Linked DNA regions of Rattus norvegicus: region 1 is linked to region 2. The links are chromatin contacts, called in public Hi-C maps. All regions are on one chromosome and are shown on one strand. Each heading gives the region's core, a stretch centred on a gene start, on an enhancer-like site or on the middle of the called end of the contact. The rest is flanking DNA. Distances are from core to core; before and after follow the strand shown.

Region 1 (4,667 bases), core at 868-3,367, 56 kb after region 2:
ATGGGTTGAAACAGTTCTCCTTAGGAACAGGAAGTGAAATCTCAAATCCTTTTCTAACAAGTGGCTGGATGATTCTAGAAGGAGCACTGACTATCAAGTTCAAAAATTATGGATTGGGATTGTGTTTCAGAGTTCAGAATACTTGCTAAGCATGTAGGAAGCTCTTGGTTCAGCCCTAGTATTGACAGAGAGAGAGAAAAAAAAACCCAAAAAGTCAAGCCAACTTATGGGCTGGCTGTAGGGCTTCCCAGCTCCTCGACATTGAACACACACACACACACACACACACACACACACACACACACACACACACCAGTTCCTTCCGTTGCACAATAGGTAATAGCAACAGCCACAGACGTGCTCTAGAGCCTTTACAAGATATTCTCTGTGTTCAGAATTAAACCGTTGGAATCACCTGTCTACAAATGGGTCCCGTCTAGGACTAGAGACTCAGGAGCTGGATAGCCCAGGTTTGTGCTGCAGCTCTGTTTCCTGCCGATGTCAGGGTTTAGGATAAATTTCTTACCCATTGAACTTAGCTTTGCCTGTTAAGTAGGAAGAAGTGCTGTCTACTGTTTGTTTATTTTCTCCAGTTAATCTTTTTCTAAGAGTTTGTGTGGGCAATCCCCCAGTTCTAGGCATTGGCAACAGATGGGAAAATAGCTAAAAATGCAGTCAGAGGAGATGGCGCTTAGCTGTGTTCATCCCAAGATCTTGCCTAAGTGGAAGGAGGAGTGCATGTATAGCCATGGGAAAATGGTTCTGGGGGTGGTGGTCGGGCCTGCTGTAAATTTGCACCCTTGCCTTCTAAGGGTTTTATACCATCTACTGATCTCCCTGAGGCTCTGTCCGGATTCTTCCTGCCACCTGTCGCCGGGAGCCCTCAGAACTAAATGTAGTCTTTGCAAGTCTGGAATGTGAGCCTCTTGCCTGGGGATCGGGTTCTGTGGTACAGTATGACCTCTTGGTCCCATGGTGTAGTCCCAGAACTGATAAGGTGCATAGCTTCCTGTGGAGTCATAGAATTCCCTAAAGGAGCAGAAGAATGGCCAGAATTCAGAGAGGAATTGTATAGGGGACAATGGGGCAGTAGCCTGGAAGGACAGCTCTTTCGGAAATGCAACAGAGCAGCGACTTTCCCGCAGCAGCTCCTGGGGACCAGGTTTTCCACCTGGGATCCTCTGTGTTTGCAGCCAAGTAGGGCGCATAGTACTTTACAAAAGTCAACGCTGGTCATGTATTTATTTTTCTTTGTCTTTTTTCTTAGGCATCTCTGCTCCTGCTGGTGACACTTCCCAGGGTGGGGACAGGCATGCATGTGCATGTACAAACACACACACACACACACACACACACACACACACACACACACGAGAGAGAGAGAGAGAGAGAGAGAGAGAGAGAGAGAGAGAGAGAGAGTCGTTTTCCAACCTATAATGTCTAAGGGCCTGAGATCAGTAGTTTGTTCCGTCTCTCCTTTCCCAGAGCACCCCATGGTGCCTGGCACACTTAGATCTGTTTGATTTGTGGGCAAAGGAGTGCCAAACCAGGGTTAAAACTCCCGTGTTTGACTTCCGGGCAGGGCAGACTGCATCCTCTTGCACCCACATCCAAGGGTTTTTAAAAGCGTGTTTCAGCTGGGGTTGATTTGCCTTCCGGCTGTATGGGCTCCACTCTTCCTGACTCAGCACTCTGAGGAAGCATATTTAGAAGGGACGGTTGCTGACAGAAGCAGTCACACACATGGCCACAAGCTGGCCTCTGCGTGAATGAAAGGCCTTCACTGCCTGGCCAAGGGGGACGGTGGGTACTGAGGTACTACCAACCAATGGGATGCGAGTGGCACAATCTTCTGTCCTAAAAGCAGGAGGAGTGGTTGTCAGGTTGTGGGTCCACCTCTCCTGTGTGTGTGTGGGGGTCTCTAAAGATGCTTCTGGCTTAAACGCGGTAGATGTTGCTGCAGTTTTGGTGTGAGCTGCGTGACCGGTTCCTCTTCCCTTCTGTGCCTTATGCTGATTTGCAAAGTGCACATCTGGTTTCGGGAATTATTTATCTGGCCACGGCATGAGGGTGCGGCTTCTAAAAATATTCCTGCAGTCCAACGGCAGAAGGAATGAGTGCGATGTGCTGCCTCGGATCGCATTCTGTCCTCTGTGGAAGCGGGGCGGACTAAAATAGCACCCAGCCTAGCATTAATTTGCAATTAATGAAAACGGGCCAGCTTCACCTCCCACCCTCTGGGAGAATGGAATGCTGACCATTCCCAGAGAAGGCTCCTGTAAAAGAGCCTCCCCGGAAGAGGGCCAGGCGGCCCCCGGGTCAGCTGACCTCCTCTCGGAGGGCTGGGAATCTGCTGAGCTCCCAGCGCTCAGGGGAGAGGAACAGAGGGGAGATGTTCCGCTGCCCCTGTGACAATGGCTGCTGTGGATAAGAGAGACGCTATGAATGGCAGTGACAAGATGAGATAGAAATCTTGGCAGCTTAGCCAGGCGAAGCTCGGGATCACGGACCTCTGGGCTTTGGAGTGTGAGAACTTTGTAGTCTTCCGTTAACTAGTTCATTTACCCATCCGGCGTGCACATGTGTACATGTGGGGCTATTTATATCACAGATTACCTGTGCTGCCCGAAGTCATTCTTCCATCCTTTTCAGGAGCTGAATATCTAGTATTTCTTTGATCATAAATTACTTAACCAAGTGTCAGATGCTACGTCTGTAGTCCTGTGCTGGGCGTTGGGGAATTTAATGCTGAGTCTGATGGCCAGGTCCCTCTTGTCTCGGAGCTCCCAGTCTGGTGGTCATTTTACTAGTAGTGATAACAAGCCACCAAATGTTAAGAAGGCAAAGAAGATAAGGTGTACCCCCTTCCCCCCAGTGAATTTGGGGCTGAGACCAATAAACAAAGGACTGTGTAATCCACTTGTTCAGTGAAGGACGTTGGTTAGGGTGGGGATAGAGCCTGGATGGTGGGGATGGTGAGCTTGGTCCAGGAAGGTTCCTTTGCATTGCATTTGGACTCCTCAAATCTACAGAGCTTTCTCTGCCTTCCTGACCTTGGAACACACGGCTCCCTCTGTCCAAATGTCCTGCCCACTCCCCCTTGTCTGTCTGTCCTTTAGGGGGTCTTCCTCCAGAAAGTTTTCCTTATCCCTCAGCGGGCCAGCTGCCCCCGTGCCATCTGGACGTGCTAAACAGGAAGGGGTGGGTCTGTCTAGGCAGCTGGAGCAGAAAGCCTTTGAGGGGGAAGTGGTGACAGGCAGAGTTCTGAAGGCCAGGGAAGGGTCTGATGGGGAGAGATCCCAGGATGAGCTTGCAGAGGAAGGGAAACAGAAGAGTGGAAGTACATTTGCTGAACTCCTGCTGGAAGCCAGAGCCTGGGCCAGACCTTCCATGTATCGTCTCCTTTAGTCTTTGGAATGCCCTTACCAGGGTGGGACCAAGTACTTCTTCGGGAATGAGGCTGTCTATAACGTCTTCCCACTCCACTCTAGGCCATTCTTCACTGCCAACCCTAAGATTTGCCTTCTGTCTGAGGGACAGTTATCCAACGAGCCTTTCACAGTCTCTTATCTTGAGTGCTGTTGACTTGCAGACAGCTGTCCCTGGGAGAGAATCTCCAAGTGCTTCTAGTAGGCGGTGACCAGCTGAGCGAGTCACTGTGGAGACGCGTGTGCAGCTAAGCAGCGCTGGCTGTGTGTTGGCGTCCTTTGCAAGGTAGCCCTTGCCACAGCCTCTATTAAGAGCTTCCCGGTGATTGGTGATTACTGGTCTCGAGAAGTAATTCTTCTGAAGATGAAAGCCAGTTGCGTCCCTACGGCTTATTGTTCTATTTGCTGCCTTCCTTCCGACTGGCTCGTAGCTGTGCTGCTGTGATCAATACAGTTCTTGCCCACTGAGTTTGGTTCTCGGAGCACCCGTCAGTACTGTTGTGGATCCGTTTCCTAGCAACTGAGACTCATGGTTGTAGGAGTGTCACAGTTCTGTTATTGAAGGCACGCTACATGCTAGACCAGGGGTTCACACTGCCCATGAGCCTGTTAATCTGGTTTCTCAACAGCCCTTCCTAGTGGACTATGGTGTCACCATCAGCCACATTTTACAGGCAATAGTCTCAGGCTCAAGAGGGCTGTAGTACAAGGGAAACCGCTCAGCAGGCCTGAGGCTCTGCTCTCTGAGATCTTCTGAGATGCCGATGATGTCGGCTCAAGGACCAGACAGGAGTAAGGCTAGACTGACTGGCATGCCTCAGAACTGGAAAGAGATCGAGGCGGGATTAGAACTAGCATACAGAAGTTCTACCTGCCTTGGTTTCTCCTCCTCCCTGTGATTGCTGCCCCTCACACTGGACACGCCCCTTTCGTACCTAGGTCAAGATCACTTCCCTTGGCTCAGAGGTTGGCTTTCCCGTCTGAGATGGCCTCCGGGTGTTAATGGAGATGCCTGTAATTCGTAGTCTCCCGTCCTTTTAACGACTTTGTAGAGGAGAGTTCTGAGACCACCGTGCAGATAGACGAGTTGAGCGGCTTGGTGGCACCCACCAATTATTACCTAGTAATGACAAAGTCAAAGTCTGGCCCCGATTCTTACCACTCCCAAGCCTCTGATCTTTGAGTGCAGGGCTCTTAGACACTGCCAGGGAGTGGCAGACGCTCCTAATTGTCCTTGCC
Region 2 (5,177 bases), core at 506-3,005:
CCCTGAAAAGGCTGGTGGAACGAACAGATAGGAATAAACATGACCTTTGCGTTTTGTCTTATGTGAGTGCTTTTAAGGTAGGCAGAGACGGGCAGAGGGGTTTCAGGCATCAGTAAGACAAGTAAATAACGTTTGGAGATAAGACCACTATCAAGTCCAGAACGGAGCAGAGGAGTGAGGGCCGATAATGGGTACTGAGGTGTATTTCAGGCCACGACTCTGACAGCAGGGGCTTGGGGGGTTGGGGGAAGGGTCTCGTGCAGGCAGGCTGTTGCCTGAGTCCAGTGTAAGGTGATAAGTGGACAGGAGTGAAGACAGAAGGAATTCGGAGGGCGGGAGGAACCCGAGAGCTGCAGAAGGAAGCTCCAGTACTTGCGGGAATACACCAGACGCTCTTCCTGTCAGGTCTTCCCATCCTAGTCTGGAACAATGTAATTTATGTGAAATTACTTTGAAAAATGTCTCAAGATACCTTTATTTTTTTTCCCCCTCAACGCCTTATTTTTCCTTCCCTTCATCTTAGGAGAACCAGGGCAGCCTTGCTGGGAGGCCTTCCTGCCTGACCTTCACCTGGTGGGGTGAGATCTAGCCTTTTTAGTCAAAGGAAAATTTCCATCGCCTGAGGGGGTCAAGAGGCCAGCAAGTGGCCTCTGGTTTGGACAAGGAATAGCTCAGTAGGCCTAGGCCCTGGCTTATCCCAGCCATGGTTTGTCCGCCTCAGAAAGGGGCCTTTCTATGGTGCTGGGCAGCTCAGGGCACCCAGGTCCATCCAGGCCCTTACATCTGGTTTTTTCGGTGGTTGTCCCTGTCGGACTCCCGGACTTTACCGGGAGATGGGCGCCCTGGCGAAGGGCCGGGTTCCTCCTTCGAGCCTCCCTTCGTTCCTGACTCCGCCTTTTCCCCCCGAGAGAGCCGGGGGTCCCGAAGCATCCCTCCTGGGGACTTTCCAGGCCCTGCGGTTGCTCCAGGAGGGCGCTGCCCTGACCGTGCCGGAGCTGGGGGCTTGCAGGGCCTCTGCTGCTGGAGCGGACCGTGACTCACCGCCGGTAACCCAACACCTCTGGGCCTCCTTTCCCCGGCCTCCCCCAGCTCCCGCGGGCCTGGCGGCCTCTGCCACACCAGAACAAACATTAAGAAGGGTGGCCCGGGAGGCTGCAGCCTCTGGTCACAGAGCGTGCGCCTGGCTCTGTGCGTTGTCGCCTCTGCGGCCTCAGGGCCCCGTGAGCTTTATCCGAGGCCGATAGGCCTAAGCTAGCTGCGGAACGCCCGCAGTAGCTCCGGAGGGTGAGTGCGGGACTCTCAGGGAGGGGACAAGCGCACTGACGACCGCCCCCCTCCACCTCGACCCCACCCGGGACCTAGCGTCCCCACCCGGCGAGGACAAAGCGACTTGGCCGCCGCCCGGGCCTGCGCCGCGCCGCACAAAGAGTGAACGACGACACGCACCCCGCCCCCTCCCTGCGCGGTGGCCCAGCGCGGAGGTGGGGACACCCGGGAGCCCGCCCCGCGCTCCCCTCTCGCCCCGCCCCGTCTGCGCGTTCTCCCGGCGAGGGGGCGGGGGGCGCGGCGCCCCACATAACACTCCCCTCCAGCGCTCGGAGCCACCCTCTTCCCTCCTTCTCGCCAACACTACCGCCTCCCCCGACACCGCTGCCACCTCGCCGGACGCTCCGCAGATTGCCGCGGCCGGCCAGGGGGCGGTGCGCGGAGCGTGCGCGCCCGGGACTCCAGATGTGCAGTCGCCGCCGCCGCTAGTGCCCCGGCGGCAGCCAGAGCCAGGTCGGGTCGTCTCAGCAATGCTGCTGCGGGGGCGACCTTGAACGCACCCCGGTTTCCCTCGGCAGGGACCACCCCGAGCCCCCGTGCCGGGTCCAGCCCTCTCCAGCTCGGCTTGCCTGGCGCTTGGTCATGGAAGGGGCGGCAGTGTCCGCGGCAGGGGATGGCCCTGCTGTGGAGACGGGTTTGCCCGGCTCTCCGCGGGAGGTAGTGGCCGGGGCGACTGCTGCTCCAGTGGAACCCAGGAAGCCGCACGGGGTGAAGCGACATCACCACAAACACAACTTGAAGCATCGCTATGAGCTGCAAGAGACCCTGGGCAAAGGTACCTACGGCAAAGTCAAGAGAGCCACGGAGAGGTTTTCAGGCCGAGTGGTGAGTAAGGGAAATCCCTGGAGGGGATCGGGCTAGTTCCGTGGTGGACCAAGAGGGGGGAGACGGTCTGTGGACACCACATCACCGGGGATCTCTCCACCAAGGGGTGCCTTGGCAGGAGTCCCCTAGTCAGACTCTTCACGCTCCTTTCAGCACCCCGTGACTCAGGTGTATATCTCGGAAAACACTTGTTACATCCTGTCTGCACTTATTTTGGGGGCTTCTCCCCCTCCCCCCTTTCTAATCCCAGCTAGCAAAGTAGTGATTAGGATTCACCAACATTTCGCAACTTTAGGGGTCTTCCCCAAAGACACACCTTCAGACCTTGCCCGGGAGTTCCTTATTTGTATCGTCAGCGGTGAAGCTGGACTCTCAAGCCTTGTGTCCTGTAGTTGCTCCGGACCCTCGCTTCTTTCCCATCCACCCACAGTCCCACTTCTCCGCGTCTTTTCACTGGTATGCTTGATTACCCCGATGCTGCTCTTGCTGCAAAAGACGACAGACTCTTCCTGCCTATCAAACCTAAATGGCACTACTGAATGTCTGAGGTTTTCTGACAGTTTGCATTCCGGCCTCTGGCAAGCATGACATATCCAGGGTAGGGGTGGCCATTCAGACACACAGCTGGTTTGCAGCAGGCTCCCTTGCCTTACCAGGTCCTGGCTGCAGGACCACTAAATTGTTCAAGGGGTCTGGCGAGCCCCCCTCCCCCAACAGCTGAAGTTCTGCTGGGGTGCCTCGGGGGCTCAGTATTGTCCCAACTTTGGACTGTTGTCCTTTTTCCTTCCCCCTCTGCAGATCAGGCCCTTGAAATCTACACTGCTTGTGGCTAGAGTTGGGTTCAAAGTGACTGACTTTTGCAGAAAAGAGTTTTGTGTGGCGTGTGGCAGAAATGAACGTGGTTCTTTGATTTAAAGCCTATCAGATGTACTTTAATCGATTTAGGGCCAAAGTCAAAAACTGTGACGCTTCTCGTGTGCAGTTTTAGGGGTACGGTTGGGGGCGGGGGACGATGCTGTTGCTTATAAACCTAACCAGTGGCTACAGGGAAGGGCACAGCGAACTGTCAGCACATTGGTCTGATTTTATATTTGTATAGAGATGGTTCTGTGGAAACTGATTGCAGCCAGCAAGGTTTGCTCTTGTAATCTCAAATATGTGACCAGCTGTATAAACCCCCCTCCCTTTCTCAGACTTATGGTCCAGGTTGATGTGCTTTATCATTTTAAAAAAGTCTGCTATCAAGGTGTTGGAGAGAGGGATTTGTGTTTTTTTTTTTTTTTTTTTTTTTGGTTCTTTTTTTCGGAGCTGGGGACCGAACCCAGGGCCTTGCGCTTCCTAGGTAAGCGCTCTACCACTGAGCTAAATCCCAGCCCCGGGGTTTGTGTTCTTAATATCAAGTGCTCTGTCATACATGAATTCTATGGCAAGTTGTGGAGCAACGGCGCGCAGGTGCCCTTTGCTTTAGAGGCTGAGAATTCTGTGTGTGTGTGTGTGTGTGTGTGTGTGTGTGTGTGTGTGTGTGTGTGTGTGTGTGTGGTTGCAAAGGTATTCTCTGATGATGGAAGAGTCTGAGAAGCACGCTTCATTCACGTTTTCCTTCCGAGGTGATATTCCCCAGGCTGGCTGTTGAATAAGCAAAAACTTAGTGTAGCTCCTCTCCCTTATTGCCTTAATAGCGGCTGAAGAATCGCGCTGGGAAGTTGGAAAGCGGGATAATGAAAAACAGACGCAGTCTGAGGTGCAGGTTGAAGATGCAAGAATGTGAGGGGTCGAGTGCGGAGGAGGGCGGTTCTGGAATCCGTAGTGGGGACCCTCACACCTAAGCGCTCGTGAGTCCACTGACCGGGGCTTTGAGTCTTTGGGGGCATATGCTTGCCCGCTGAGCTCCATTGTGGCTTCCAGTCAGGCGTTCTTCTACATGTCTGATCCACAGGCTGGGTTAGACTAGCATTCATAGGCAGGCGCCTGCCTTCCTCTTTTGGTGGGTGTCTGGAAACATTCCGCCAGGATTTAGCCTCACGGCCACTAGGGGGCGCCGAGAGAACGACGGAGGCTCATTTCTCTTCTGCAAGACCAGTCAGCTGGTACTGTCTGGCTCAACCTCCCATTGTGCTATTAATTTCAGCAAAAACCTCTCGTTTTATTCAAAAATTATGTAAAGATTTTGGAGCTGGCAGTAGAATTCAGGCCCAGGAACTGAGAGTTACCAAACGGCTTCGCTTCTCCATGGGTTTGTTTTCTACTTGAGAGCTAAGTCGAGAATGTTAGCAAGACCCTCTACTGAACGCCTTGCTTTTAACAGATAGGAACCTGAGGTCTGGGGGCGGGGCGTGGGGGCGGGAAGGGGGAAGGAGTCCTCCTGGGGCCTACACCCTCCTCTGATGAATGCACTGTTCACAGATGGCAGACAAGCTCAAGTGAAGAATGAAAATTGTCAGGTGGAAAATTCCCCACGTCTGGCTGAATAGAAGATAATAGGAGCAAGACCAAAACAAGACAGAAAACTATTGGTCAGCATTGTGCTTGCCCATTCAGCGCTTGGTGACTCAGTGTCAAGAGCAGAAAAAAAAAAAAATGAGATGAGTGTGACATCCTTGACTTGCGCGTTCCGTTTGAGGAGGCTCAGAAAACACTGACTTAATTCTGCCTGCTCTGTCTTTGGGTGGATGTCTGATTGATGCTTTAATCCAGCCCCTTTGAGAGCAGCTCCCAGGGGGAGCAGGGCTGCTCACCTGTTCTTGTATCCTGAATCAGGTGCTGGGTATCAGTGCAAATCAACCAGTCAGAAATGCTTGGGAAATTAGCATTCTTGCTTGAAGTAGGGGTCCTGGTCACAGAGGAGGGTCATTGTAGCTCAATAGATGGCATTACCTTCAACTCCTTGCATGGTCCACGCCTCTCCTTTTCTTCATCCCCAAACGTGGTCTTGCAGCCACAGCTTAAGCATGGAGGACAGGGACTCACAGCTGCTCAAGACAATAAGCCCAATGTTGGGACAGTCCTACGGTAAAGCTCAGAGCCCT

Evidence for each region. Hi-C and Micro-C count contacts between places; a contact is called where the count stands out from the background.
Region 1: a Hi-C map of the A7r5 cell line shows a contact between it and region 2, with 5 times the contacts expected there. The contact joins the enhancer-like site here to the promoter of Nuak1 in region 2. A contact is called at or near these places in 9 of 12 Hi-C or Micro-C datasets (the A7r5 cell line, the Rat2 cell line, Schwann cells and 5 more).

The regions. Positions count from the first base shown.
Region 1 is chr7:21,271,199-21,275,865 of GRCr8, forward strand. The region is part of intron 4 of Nuak1 (NUAK family kinase 1); the gene reads left to right. Among named protein-coding and RNA genes, the nearest start is that of Nuak1, 56 kb to the left of the region's middle. Within about 2 kb of position 2,118, at least 59 of the 93 cell types and tissues checked have an H3K27ac peak or open chromatin away from gene starts, as enhancers often do. A contact at or near this core is called in the A7r5 cell line, liver and prefrontal cortex, where this site is marked.
Region 2 is chr7:21,215,974-21,221,150 of GRCr8, forward strand. It overlaps Nuak1 (NUAK family kinase 1), which reads left to right and starts at 1,756. Exons shown (of 7, transcript NM_001106774.1): 1 at 1,756-2,151. The coding sequence starts at 1,909. It overlaps LOC120093542 (a long non-coding RNA gene), which reads right to left and starts at 1,465. Exons shown (of 2, transcript XR_010053193.1): 1 at 782-1,465; 2 at 1-421.